Regions from separate parts of the Sus scrofa genome. Here region 2 is linked to region 1. A link is a contact called in public HiChIP or PLAC-seq data. All regions are on one chromosome and are shown on one strand. Each heading gives the region's core, a stretch centred on a gene start, on an enhancer-like site or on the middle of the called end of the contact. The rest is flanking DNA. Distances are from core to core; before and after follow the strand shown. Region 1 holds the start of GGTA1P (glycoprotein, alpha-galactosyltransferase 1 pseudogene). Region 2 holds the start of TTLL11 (tubulin polyglutamylase TTLL11).

Region 1 (7,309 bases), core at 1,866-4,365:
TATAGCTCACGAGAATGCCAGATCCTTAACCCACTGAGCAAGGCCAGGGATCGAACCTGCAACCTCATGGTTCCTAGTCGGATTCGTTTCCCCTGTGCCAGGATGGAAACTTCCATTCCTGTACAAGTTTTTGCTTGCACACCTGTTTCCAATTCTTTTGGGTCCAGCAATACATTTTGGGAGGTGCCGAACCCAAGGCATGTGGAAGTTTCTGGGCCAGGGATCAAAACAAGTCACAGCAGTGACAAAGCCGAATCCTTATCTGCTAGGCTACCAGGGAACTCCTCCAGCAATACTTTCTGAAGTCTGTTCTTTCCCCCGTTGATCCGCAGCTCCACTTGTGGTCAACACAGAGTTTCCACACATGCGTGGGTCTCTTTCTAGGTTGCTTATTCTGTTCCATTGGTCCAATAAACCATCCTGGTGCTAATGCTATACTGAGTTCACTGCGTTTCATGGTCTGTCTTGGTATCTGGTGGAACAAGAGCCCAACTCTCCCCTCCCTGCTTTGTCAAGACTGTCTTGGTTATATCTGGCCCCTTCCCGCTGCTGTCCAAATTTTAAGAATAGCTGGCCAAGCTCCCCCAAAACTCTGTTGGCATTTGTCTTGAGTTTATAGGTTGATGCATGGAGAATTGCTGCCTTCGTGATGCTGATGCTTTCCAGTGCTCACTCGGGGGTCTCTTTCCTCCACCTAAAGACTTCTGCACATGGTTCTGCTTGGGTCACTCTTCCCCAAGCCTTCACCTAGTGAACTCCTCCTCCTCCTGGTTTCAGGGTCTCCTGCACCCGTATTTCTTCCTTAGAGCCCTGATCACAATGGTCCTGAAATCACTCATTGCGTGGGTCTTGGTTTAATGTCTGGGCTGCAGACTCCTCCAGGGCTGGGACGCTATCTTTTTTTTTTTTTTTTTTTTTTTTTTGGTCCTTTTGTCTTTTTAGGGCTGCACCTGTGGCACATGGAAGTTCCCAGGCTAGGGGTCCAATTGGAACTGTCGCTGCCAGCCTAGGCCACAGGTGCAGCAATGCAGGATCTGAGCCGCATCTGTGACCCACACCACAGCTCACAGCAACACTGGATCCTTAACCCACTGAGCAAGGCCAGGGATCGAGCCTGCGTCCTCGTGGATGCTAGTCAGGTTCAATAACCACTGAGCCACAATGGGAACTCCTGTGATGCTATCTTGCTTGTTTGCCTTGATGTCCTTCCTCAGTTTGAAGAACAGGGGCTGACAGATAGTAGGGTCCCAGTAAATATCTGTTAAAAGAATGAAGGAAGTTTAGGTAGGAAGGTCTTCGGGACCTGGAGCACCTTGGCCATAGTTAGAGGGATGGTGACCAGAGGTACTTAACTTGCCTGTGCCTTGGCTTTCTTCCTAGAAACCGGGATGTGATCAGAATGTGTATAAGATGAAGTGAGCTCAGCTAGGCCGTGAGGCAAGTGGAGCAAAGCCTGGCAAGGGATCAGAGCTACTTGTTTACCTGCCCTGCCCTTCTGCTCAGTGAATCTTCAGTCCTGCACTCTGTGATGCTCCTGGAGGCTCCAACACTCTTTCCCCAGCAGTAATCCCGTCTTGACTCCACCTCTCCTATGAACTAGTCACCTTATTTCTACTCAGCATATGACACAAATGAGTCTCAGGAAGAATGACTCATAAGGCCTTAAACCTAGAACTCCTGACCCTGAAGCTAAGGAATATAATCTTGAAGGTGTTTTCCAGTCAGTAGAATTGCTAGTTAGATTTGGGGAGCTACATAGTTCTCAAAAGAAAACAAAACTTCCAGACCCGCCGTGTTAATTTGAATTATTTTTATCTTATTGTTACTGAAATAGGTATAAACCTAGAACTAAGAATGAAGTCCTCATGCTCCTAGCTCTGCACACCAACCATAATACCAAAACAAATCTTTTAAGTAGGTGCAATTACAGCCACAAAACCAATAAAATCCAAATTAGCAACATTAAATTAATGCAACTGATGACATGGTGCTGAAATCAAACCTCTTGCATTGAGTCTAATGGTAGCAGAGTGATGTTTTTACATGTTGCATTCCCTGTGTCATCATCTTTTGATTTTGATCCTGATGAGCTATCACTTCAGCCATGGTCAGAATTACCGTCATAATTTTCACTAAAAAAAAACCCCAAAAAACACATTTATTATCCAATTTGATGGGCTGAGCAATTTAAACACTGCATCCTCAAGTGCAATAATGACAACTGGGAAATACTTTGCATAACATCACTCCTTGTGTATTTATTTACTGCATCATTAAAGACCTAGTGCAAGTGAGTTCACCGATGACAATAATGGCGCAGTTTACGCTTTTGCAAAGGATCCATTGTTCGGATTGTCATGGAGCTCCTCATTCCTGAGCTACCCTGTGGGGCTGATGATTCAACTCTCCCACCCTTTAGTCCACTGAACCCATCAGGAAAGTTCATTATCCCAAGCTCCAAGATGTCACCTGGCTCCCTGCAGCCTCTCTGCAACCGTCAAGTATTCAATCAGATCTCTGTTCTTTTCAATCAGGATGAAACAGTTAAAATTATACATCACACTCAGCTTCTGTGCCATTTTCATGTCACAATTCCAATGCCTTAAAATATTTAAGAAACTAATTTCTTAGTCTCTGAAGTCCCGTGGCGAATGATCCTGGCAAAAGCAAGTTCTGAATTTTGCAGCAGTAAAATAGATGGTCCGGGAGCCCAAGGAGTCTTGTAAAGGCTGAGTGAGGGCAGCCGGATGTGCCTACACCAGCTCATCAGAAGTGAACTGTTGTCACACTGGGCACTAAAGCACCAACTCTGAAATATAATTTTTGTTTATGTTCCTCCTAAAATAACTAAAGCACAAACTCTGAAATATAATTTTCGTTTACGTTCTCTCCCTCTACTAATATTCCAGCAGAGAACAGAGCCCGCGCCAGGTGCCCAGTACCCAGCCCCTCATATCCGAAGCTCAGGACTTGGGGGTTTCGGGAGAGAGCGGCTCCAGCGCGTCGGGCTGTAGCTACTGCATCTGTGCTCTTCCTTCCCCAGGAAACAAATGGTGGATCGGACCTCCCAGGCTCTTCGCGCCCCGCCACCCCTCCCCGTGTTAGGCAGGGCGCCAGGGCTCCGGGGCCCCTCCCTGCAGTACTGGGTGATAGACCCCACCCCACCCTCCGGGTCCCTCCACCCCCACCACGTGCAGGCCGGAGAAGGCAAAGAGGCCCAGCCACCCTCACCAGGGAATTTCTTTTCTTTTTTTGCTGGTTTCAGGCTTTTTTCTGCCTGAGTGAAAATGAAACAAACACCCCCTGCGCCTCCCGGCCACCAGACACACACGCGCACCGGCACTCGCGCACTCGCGCCCTCGGCCTCCTAGCGGCCGTGTCTGGGGCGGGACCCGCTCTGCACAAACAGCCGCGGGCCGGGTGGAGCGGGGAGCTCGCCGCCCGCCGCCCAGTGCCCGCCGGCTTCCTCGCGCCCCTGCCCGCCACCCCGGAGGAGCACACAGCGGCCGGCGGGCCGGAGCGCAGGCGGCACACCCCGCCCCGGCACGCCCTGCCGAGCTCAGGAGCACGCCGCGCGCCACTGTTCCCTCAGCCGAGGACGCCGCCGGGGGGCCGGGAGCCGAGGTGTGGGCCATCCCCGAGCGCACCCAGCTTCTGCCGATCAGGTGGGTCCCGCTGGGCGCTGCCCGAGCCCCTGGAGGCCGCGAGTCCCGCCCGGCCCGGGGCTGCGGGCGCCGTGGAGGCAGCGCGGGGAGAGGACAGGCCACCGCGCCGGCCCTGCCCTGTTGCTGCCCTGCCGTGTCCCCGCTTTTGTTCTCGTCGTTACCTCTGTGCTCAACTCTGACCCCGTCTCTGTCCCCATCTTGTCGGGCCTGAGGGGCTGCGGGCTTCCACGGGGTCCGCCGGATGGAGGCGGGAGAGGGGAGGCTCGGGGCGCGCAGAGGAGGAGGACTGCCCGGGAAGTCTCGAAAGGAGGGAGGGGTCTGTCTCCCAATGTGGGGCAGGGGAGGCGGAGGCCTCCCTCGCCCGGGACTAGGTGGGAAGAGGATGCCTCCGCAAGAGGGAACCTGAGAGTGAAGTGAGGGGCACAGAAACCCCTGAGCGCACAGAGAGGGAGAAGTCGGGGAGCTCAGAGAGCGGAGGACCGAGCCCGAAACCCGGCCGGGGGAAACTTTGGAACGCCGAAACTTTGGCGGCGAAGAGGCCCGCTGCAGCGGGGTGACAGGAGGCGAAGGGGTCCCTTCCAGACTTTAAGCCACCACGTTCCCACTCGAAAGGGACACCACCCCGCGTTTGAAAATGGCAGAAAAGCAGCTAAACAGACTGGTTGCACAAACTCTTGAAAGGCGTCCAAGAAACAGTAAAGTGGGGGAAAATGTCAGTGCGCGAAGAGAGAAAGCAGAGCGACTTGAGATTCCCCTATCTTCCCGCTGGCCCGGGAGGGAGGGAGGCGCGGAGACCGTCTGCGGGCGCCGCTCCTCCCCCCAGGAAAGACAAGAGACCCGGACGGTTGCTTTTGTGGCTTTGCTTGTCGTCGTTTGCCCTCCTCTTGGCCCCTGAGCGGGCCTTGTCGCCTTGTTCTTGTGCTTGGAAATGGGTGGGTCTCGGAGCGCTGGACGTGCGGGGACCGGGGGTGGTGGGGGAGAGGGGGAGTCGGGGCCGGGCCGCCTCCTAGCTGGGAAACCCTTTTCCAGGGAGAACCCGTTTCCACAAACCTGAAATAGAGAGACTGCTGGAAGTAAGGAAATGCCAAGTGCGAAGAGGTTGTGTGTGTGTGTGTGGTGGGGGGGGAATGTGGATGCTTTATTGGACTTATGTGCTTCTTTGGCTACACTAAGCACTTTGTACCTTGCTCGGAGTTATTTCTGGGTGCACCTTGCCTCCCCTACCAGATGGGGTGGGGGGGCAGGTGCAGATCCTCTTTATTATTACACTTGACAGATGCACCACGACTGGATAAGACTGAGCTAAAAGAGGCCCTAGGGTTTACCTGGTCAGGGAGATTTCAAACTTTGCCCCTGGGAGACCTAGGATCCTGGCTCAGGAAACGCCAAGGTGGAGGAGGGGAGCTAGCCGGCAGGGCTCCGACTCTGACTCTTCCTTCCTTCTTTCGGACAGAACCAGTTTGGTCCTGCCTTGATCTCTTCTATAGATTGGGAAACACCAGAGGCTATTTGTTTGGGTTTTTTTTTTTTTTTTTTTTTTTTTTTGACCACTCCGCAGCACATGGAGCAGGCCAGGGATCAGATCCGAGCTGTAGTTGCCACCGAAGCCGCAGCTGTGGCAATGCCAGACCCTTAACCCTGTGCCTGGCTGAGAACAAACCTGCATCGCAATGCTCCCAAGACATAGTAGCTGTTTTTAACTCTTTTTTTTTTTTTTTAACTCTTGACTTTTTAGGGCCACACCCGAGGCATATGGAGGTTCCCAGGCTAGGGGTCTAATCGGAGCTGTAGCCTCTGGCCTACACCACAGCCACAGCAACGCCAGATCCAAACTGCATCTGCGACCTACACCACAGCTCACAGCCACACTGGATCCTTAGCCCACTGAGCGAGGTCAGGGGTCGAACCCCCAACCTCATGGTTCCTAGTCGGATTCGTTTCGCTGAGCCACTATGGGAATTCCAGAAGCTGTTTTTAGTATCAAATTCTTCAGATCCAGGCTGCTCTGGCCATTTTTGGTGGATAAATGGAATCTAGGGGTGTGCAAAGTGATTTGGGCAAGATCCTGAGGTGGCCAACCCTTGGCAGGAAACTTGTCTCCTTTGTCATAGGTCATAGGTTTTCCTGGCCCTGATGGCTCTGAGTTAGCGACTCGACTCTTAGCACCAGCCCACAAAGACTCTGGGTTCCCAGGACCACCTCCCTATCCTTCAGGGAGAAGTAGCCCGTGAGTCTCATCCTCTGGGCTTTTCCAGGCCGGCAGTGGGCCTTGCACAACCAAGTTGGTTTCACAGGCTGAGGTCAAAAGAATTAGGTTTCCCAGAAACTAATCAGCACACTGCCTCTCTCTTAGTCCAGCCCAACAGGGTTGATTGTGTCTCATCAACCCATTTTGTAGTTGAGGAAATGAACGTTCAGAGAGGCCGAGTAACTCGATTATGGGTGCTCAGCAGCTGGAATTTAAATGCAGCTCTATCTGGCTCTAAGGCTTTTGCTCTTTCACTGCATCATTTCTGATGACAGCTAGAAAATGGCTATGGACAGAGGCCATCAGGATGGGGGCAAGGGTGAGCGGAGAATGGCTGAAAGGGGGCTACATTAAGGGGGGCTGGACATTCGTATAGATGCATACATAGCACAAATATAATTTATATTTGAACTGAATGTGTTTTTGCCCTTTAGAGTCTCTTCATTTTCGTTATTTTATTGATACTTCACAAAATTATTTTCTTTTCCTAATGTTTTAACTGAAGTATAATTTCCAAACAATAAAATACGCAGGTGGTGAGGGTTGGGTTCCACAAGTTTTAGCTGTTGTTTGCACCTTTGAAGTGGCCACCCGAAATAAGATATGAAATCTTTGCGTCATCCTAGGAAAGTTCCCATTTCCTATCAATTTTCCTTCGCCTCTTCCAAGCAACCATTTTCTCACTTTCTTCAACATTGATTAATTTTGCCTGCTCTTGGACTTCACATAAATGGAATCACACTGTATTTCTCTTGTGTATCTGGCTTATTTCCCTCCATGTAATATATATATAGTTTGTGAAGCTTACCTGTGTTGTTGTGTATGTTGTGAAATTCACCTGTGTCTTTCTTTTTAGTGCTGAGTAGTATTCTATTCTAAGGCTATACCATCATTTGCATATTTATTCTCGTCTCGATGAACCTTTGGGTTATTTCTAAGTTGGGCTATTATTTCTTGTAGAAGTCATTTGTGGACCTTTGTTATCACCTAGGATTGAAATTGTTGGGTCATAGGGTGTACTGTTTTAGATTCCCCAGCAATGTATAAAACACGATTATTCCACATCCTCGACAGTGTTTGTGTATTGTCCATTTTTTTTTTTTTAGTTCTAATCTTCTTTTATTTCCAGGAGTGTTCCATGATAAGTGTTTAACATCTACATTTGTTTATTTATTTAATTATTTATTTTATAATTAATTCTTTTTTTTTTTTTTATTTTTTGCCTCACCCACGGCATGTAGAGGTTCCCAGGCTAGGGGTCCAGTTGGAGCTACAGCTGCCAGCCTGCGCCACAGCCACAGCCACGCAGGATCCGAGTTCTGTGTGCGACCTACACCACAGCGCCAGATCCTTAACACACTGAGCGAGGCCAGGGATTGAACCTGCATCCTCATAG
Region 2 (6,326 bases), core at 460-2,959, 620 kb before region 1:
CTGTCTAAGAGGAAGAGGTTTTTGGATCTGAGACTTAAAAATAAACAGCTCACTGAGAAGACAGGGGGCCAATGGCAGCTTGCACTAGGCAGAGCAAGCAACACTGGCAGAAGCCTAGAGGGGCAAAAGTGTGTGTGTTTGCCAGTAGAGCTGGGCAGCAGCTGTTCAGTTTTACTCAGATGTTTGTTGCTAAGGGACCTCCCATGCCCCTCATCCTGCTTCAGTCTCTTCAAACACCGGGCCTCGGGCGCCACCTGGTGGCAGCCTCTGATACTAACAGGGCAGAAACCAACAACAGGAATAAAAGCTGCCCACACCTCGGTCCCCTGAACTATCCCTTCCTGTCTCTTTCCCCGGAAATGGACTTGCTATAAGAGTTATAGAACAGCAATCAAGACACATTTTTATTAGAAAATTGTGTTTTCCAGTTATGAAAACAATGCACAGTCATCGTAGAAAACTGGGAAAACATAGAAAAGAATAAGGAGGAAAGTTGCCACCCTCAACTCCATCACCCAGAGCATCCACTATTAATAGTCTGGTATATTTGAATCCAGTGTTTTTTCTCTGCATGTAATTTTCTTGTAATCCACATAAGCTGAGGCTTAGTGCATATATCTTTTTAGTTATACATACATATACATGGATATGGACCATGTTTAAATACACGTGGCTTATTTTTGTGAACAAAGGCATGGTGTAGGGGTTAGTGTGGGTGTTGGGAGAGGGGTGCTAGTGTCAGACCACCCTGAGTTTGAATGCTGTCTTTGGGTAAGTGATTTCTTTTCTCTGAGTAGCAATTTCCTTCCCCATCTGTAAAATGTGGGAAAAAGAGGACTTACCCCACAGCTGTGGTAAACATTAAATGACACAACATATGCAAAATTAGTACAGCCCCTGGGACAGTGAGAATTCTCACTGATATCAGATTACCACGGAAATCTTAGTCTGACTTTCTGATTCTTAGCAGAAACCTCCAGAAATGAGATGGGTTACTGGGTCCAAGGGTAGGAAGAGCCTCCAGGTTGAAAGAGTTTGCCAAAACTGAGAGAAAAATTTCAACCAAGAGCGCATGTCTCCAGCACCACTGCTGTTCTCATTTGTCTCTCTGTTCTTCCAGGACCTGTTCATGCAAAACAGTCTTTAAGTATCACGATTATTACCAGTTCACGTAATGTTGCATCACCAGGATAATGTTTATCCTAAGTGGCTAAAGCTGTTATTGACATTTGCTATAATTCGCTTAAGTATTTAAGTATTTAATATCTGAGCAGTTTATTTTTCATTCATTCATTTGTTCATTCATTCATTCATTCATTCAAGAAATTGTTATTGAATGCCTACTGCCTGACAGGCACTGACTGGGCATTGGAATTTGCTGGTCAACTGGAACAGGACACTCCTTACTCACTGCATTTGGTCTTTAGCCAGTGAGACAGACCATTACAAGTAAGCAAACAAGTAAAACTCTGATTGAATAAGCTAGACACAAAGGGACAAATATTGTTTGATTCCACCTCTATCAGCTATTTAATAAAGCACACAGAGACAGTAAGATGGTGGTTCAGGGGCTGGGGGAAGGGGCATGGGGAGATATGGGTTAATGGGTACAGGGTTTCAGTTTGAGAAGGTGAAAAATTTCCACAGATGAATGATGATGATGATTGCACAACAATGTTATTATGTATTAATGCCACTGAACTCCATACCTAAAAGTGGGGAAAGTGAGACATTTTATGTTATGTTTGTTTTACCATAATTTAAAAACATGACATAATAGTTAAAGGAATGATTAATGTCTTCGACTCAACCACGAATCTTCAAAACTTCCCCATTCCATTGGGAGCTCCCTGAGAACCGGGATAAGTGTCTCCCCTCTCAGTCTGGGGCCTCTCCTAGGTCCAGAAAGGGATTTCTTCAAATCAGGAGCTGCACCTTGAGGGCCTGGCCTCGTCAAGTCCATCATCAGACTGAGGTGCTCCTTGACGGGGTCGTGCCTCCCTCCATCACACCAGGAGTTATCCCCGTGAGAGTGTATGGGGTGGGGAAAGGGAGCTTCTTGTTTGAAACTGATGTCTCTCAGTCCCAGCCCGGGCCTCACATGCGCCCAACGCCTTTCTACCCCCAGGTTCACCGCAGCTTCTCACCTCCAAGCTCTGCGCGCTGCTCAGGGTGGGCGGGCTGAGGACGCTTCCGCCCTCTTCCAATATGGCCGCCCCCGCCTCTGTGACAGGCCCGGTCACGTGGACAGCCTCGCCTATGAGGTCGCCGGGGCCTGGACGGCGATTGTCCCTTCCCGGGCCCCATCCCGAGTCGGCGACTGCCCTTGTCAACCGGAGCCTGAGCGATCATGGCAACGGGCTCGGGCGGGGAGCGCGTGGCGGCGGCTGCGGCGGCAGCGGCAGTTTGGTCGCGGGCCGGCGCGGCGGAGCGGCGGAGGCGCAGGCGGCGGCACTGGCGTTGGCACCGGCCGTGAGAGCCATGCTGCCGGGCAGCCCCGAGAGGGAGCTGACGGCCTGGTGGGAGGCGGAGGCCGTGGATGCGGCCAAGGCTCAGGCTGCGAAGGACCAGGTCCGTGTGGACCCGGGTGCGGCCGGGGAGCCGGAGCGCAAGGGGGGGAGGAGCAGCCCAAGGAGCCGGCTCCGGGGCCGCCCAGCGCGGCCGAAGAGGGCGATGCCCGCGTACCCCCGCGGCCCCCGCGAACGGTGCCGGTGTCCAGGCCGAAGCCAGCGCCGGCGCCGGCTCAGGGCCTCTGCCCGCACGGGAAGTCCAGGAGCAAGGGCCGCAGCTGCAAGCGGAGCTCTAACCGGTCCAATGAGTATTGCTCTCTGCGGCCCGTCACCGTGGACAGCTCCAAGGCCAGGACCTCCCTGGACGCCCTGAAGATCAGCATCCGCCAGCTCAAGTGGAAGGAGGTGAGGCCCGGCCCGCCGCGTGGGCACAGGGGGGTGGACTGGACTGGCACAGAGGGTCCGGCCGGCCCAGGCCAAGTCTGAGAGCCAAGCTTCAGCTGTGCGCTACACTTGTCAGCCGCAAACTTCTCATCCTTCAAAGCCTAGCCCCCAAGTCACTTAACTCAAGTTGGCTTCAGACCCCTCCGGGTTAAGTTAGCCATCCCTTCCTCTGGCTTCGCTGCAGCTCCATGGTCTCCAGCCATCAGCACTTGGCTCCCTGCATTGTAGATGTTTCTTTATATGTGTGTCTCCTCTACCAGTTTGCGAGTCCCCGGGGCCCTGGACCCTCTTTCACTTCCTATTAAGTTGTAGTTACTTAGCATTTACTATGTGACTCTTGGGGCAGTTGAACAGTTTGTACTTTGGAGGTAGACAGGTCTAGGGTCACCACGCTGCCACTTAGCTGTGTGACCTTGAGCAAGTTGCTTCATCTCTTAAGCCTCTTTCCTCCTTTATAAAGTGAGGCTAATAATACCTATCTCATAGTTTTTTTAGTATCAGAAGACTCACTGCTTATTGTCGTATAGCCCAAGTATGCAATAAGTGCTAACTAATGTTACCGGCCACTCCTCTCTTTCTTCCCACTTCACCATCGCTGTCATGAGTGCAGGCACTGTATTTTGTGTTCCAAGGCTTGGCATACAGCAGGTGTCAGGAAGTGGTGGGTGAAAGGCAAATAAAGGAATGGGTTATTTGTCCCTGACCCACAGGGGGCTGGGATGATGCACCAGTGAAATCCAGAGATATCAGTTGCAGTTGGCTGAGTGGATAAAGCCATTTGACTTGATTTGCAGCATCTAAGGTGATTTAATGTGCTTTCTGGAGCGTCAGGATTGTGGTTTAGGGTGGTTGAATCTGGAGACTTAGACGAGATGATGTGCAGCTGGCAACCTGAGGACACAGGCACTTAGCTCTGGGCCTTGGTTATGGTAGATGTTCAGGAAGGGCTGAATGAAGTGGGAACATGCAGAGAGATGGCCACAGAAGGGATTGGTCAGAGGGTTGCTGTCCCAGCAGAAGGAGTCATGTGGTTTGGAGGGGAGTCAAGAATCAGGCAGGACATGGAGTTCCTGCTGGCACAGTGGGTTAGGAATCTGACCGCAGCCACTCGGGTTACTGTGGAGGTGCAGGTTTGATCCCTGGCCCCAGCGCAGGGGTTAAAGGATCTGGTGTTGTCGCAGCTGTGGCTTGAATTCGGTGTCTGTCCAGGGAACTTCCATGTGCCACGGGTGCGGACATTAAAAAAAAAAAAAAGAATCAGGCAGGGCAGATTCCAGGTAGGGATAGGTTAGCCATTGGGAAAGTCTAATTCCAGGAGGTCTCAGGGATGCTTATTTATTTTCATATTGGGGCTTGGGATTCAGGGGAGGATTTTTATGCCTATGAAACTTGGAGAAAGTGAGGGAGGCTCCCAGGACTAGGTGTCTGGATCCTGGACAGGATCTTGGGTCTAGGCCAGAAATATGAGACCCAGAACAAGATGAACCTGGAGAGCTTGTCAGTACCTTCATCCTAATGAAGGGAGGATCCAGGACTGAGACCAGACCACAGAGTTAGAGAAGGCTGATTGGCCCAGGCAGGGCCTGTGCTTGGCTTGGTCCTGTGGGAGAGAGGGACACGAAGCTGCTCAGATGGCAAGAAATGGAGCCACGTGGATGCAGAAATCAGCAGACACACACGCTGGCTCAACTTTGTTCACTCCTTCTGTGAGTCTGTCATGGATGCTGGGCCCTGAGAATCAGAGATGCTTAGGATATAACCCTGGCCCTCAAGGACCTCCTGGTTCAGTAGGAGACAAGACACAAGGAAGGAAATCATTGCAGTAGTTACAGGGCCTGTGCTACTGCTTCCTGAAATGCTCTTTCTCCAGCTTTTTGCATGGCTTCCTCTGTCCCTCCATACCTCTGATTAAATGCTACCTCCTTAAAGAGGCCTTCCCCCATGATCCCGCCACTGCTGCCTGCCTGTCTTTATTTTTTATTTTTCCATAACACTTAACGCTAGTGACATTTTATTTTGTATTGTATCTTGTCTGTTTTCCTCACTAGAATGTAAGCTCCTTGAGGGCAGGGGCTTTGTGTTATTTACTGTTGTATCCCCAGGTGCTTGCACGCAGAAGGTGCTCAATAAATATTCATTGAATGGATGCACACCTTTGTGATGAGCGTGTCTCTGTCTGTGTAAAGGTGTAAGTGCTGTGGGAGGTAGGGGTGACCACCCCAAGAAGGGCTTCCTGGAGGAGAGGGCTCCCGAGCAGAGTCTTGGGTGCTGAGAACGAGTAGGCATTATTTAGGGGCTGTCGACTTTGGATCCTTGGTAGAGGGAGTGGAATGGGCAAAGCAGAGGTTCCTTTGGGGCCTTGTAGGGCTGGATCCTAGGGTGGGCGGCAGAATGTGAGAGGCGAGGCAGGGGAGGTGAGCAGGGGTCAGGCCATGGGCTGCACTGTGGGATGTGGGCTTTCTTGGGAAGACTCTGTGAGCCACTGCAGAATCTCAAGCTTCTTCCGTTTTTCCGCTTTGCTATTTTGGCAAGTGAGTTCAATTCCTTAGGCCTCGGTTTGCTTATCTGTCAAGTGGGGGTACGTCCAGCTGGTGCAGTGGTTCCCAGTTTGTCTGCTGCTGCACCACATCATGGTAATATTGGCCTGGCTGAGGCCCTTGCCCCGGTGAACCCAGTGGGGTGGGCAGTTGCCAGGGCGCTACCTGTAACTCCTCCCCCAGCCCCAGGCCTGCCTGTTTTCCTACTCAGGGGGTGCTTATTCTAGTATAGTTAAAAACATAGTTCACTCCCAAGACTATTAGATGTTTGACTCTTTACCTAATGTCACTCTTCCCTATTTGTCTTTGGGGTCCTGGGGACAGGAGTGGTGTCTGACTTGTATCCCCAGTGCCCAGCAGATGGTAGGTGATCAGTACATGAATGAACAAATGACTTGCAACAGAGGTCACATCTCACCTTGACACTGTAGACTGCGGAGTTGGAAAAGTGCCAGACTAGGTAAACTTTAAAGTTCCTTCCAGCTTTAAACGATGATTAGGGTGTTCTTGGTACCTCCTACAAAGTTGCTGTATGACAAGTAACGTGCATATATATGTATAAACTAGGTATGGAGTTCCCGTGTTACTCAGTGGGTTAAGGATCCAGTGTTGTCACTGCTGTGGTTCCCGTCACTGCTGTGGTGTTGGTTTGAACCCTGGCCTGGGAACTTCCGCATGCTGTGGGCACGGCCAAAAAACCCCACCAAAGACCCAGGTACTAACAACATATAAACACGGCCTCAGTTCCCCTTCTGTTGCAAATCTTCTCTAATACTCAGCATTGATGATCCAGGAGCAGAAGTCTGCTGGGGGCTGGGTGGCGAGGAACTGAGCC

Evidence for each region. HiChIP or PLAC-seq counts read pairs in DNA pulled down with a chosen protein or histone mark.
Region 2: an H3K27ac HiChIP or PLAC-seq map of alveolar macrophages shows a contact between it and region 1. The contact joins the promoter of TTLL11 here to the promoter of GGTA1P in region 1. A contact is called at or near these places in 1 of 47 Hi-C or Micro-C datasets (skeletal muscle) and 2 of 2 datasets of contacts at active chromatin or transcription factors (alveolar macrophages and skeletal muscle).

Annotation. Positions count from the first base shown.
Region 1 is chr1:261,583,774-261,591,082 of Sscrofa11.1, reverse strand. GGTA1P (glycoprotein, alpha-galactosyltransferase 1 pseudogene) reads left to right here and starts at 3,115. Exons shown (of 8, transcript NM_213810.3): 1 at 3,115-3,665.
Region 2 is chr1:262,200,134-262,206,459 of Sscrofa11.1, reverse strand. TTLL11 (tubulin polyglutamylase TTLL11) reads left to right here and starts at 1,709. Exons shown (of 11, transcript XM_021068337.1): 1 at 1,709-2,611; 2 at 2,614-2,915. The coding sequence starts at 2,209. LOC110256220 (a long non-coding RNA gene) reads right to left here and starts at 2,220. Exons shown (of 2, transcript XR_002337477.1): 1 at 2,148-2,220; 2 at 378-1,709.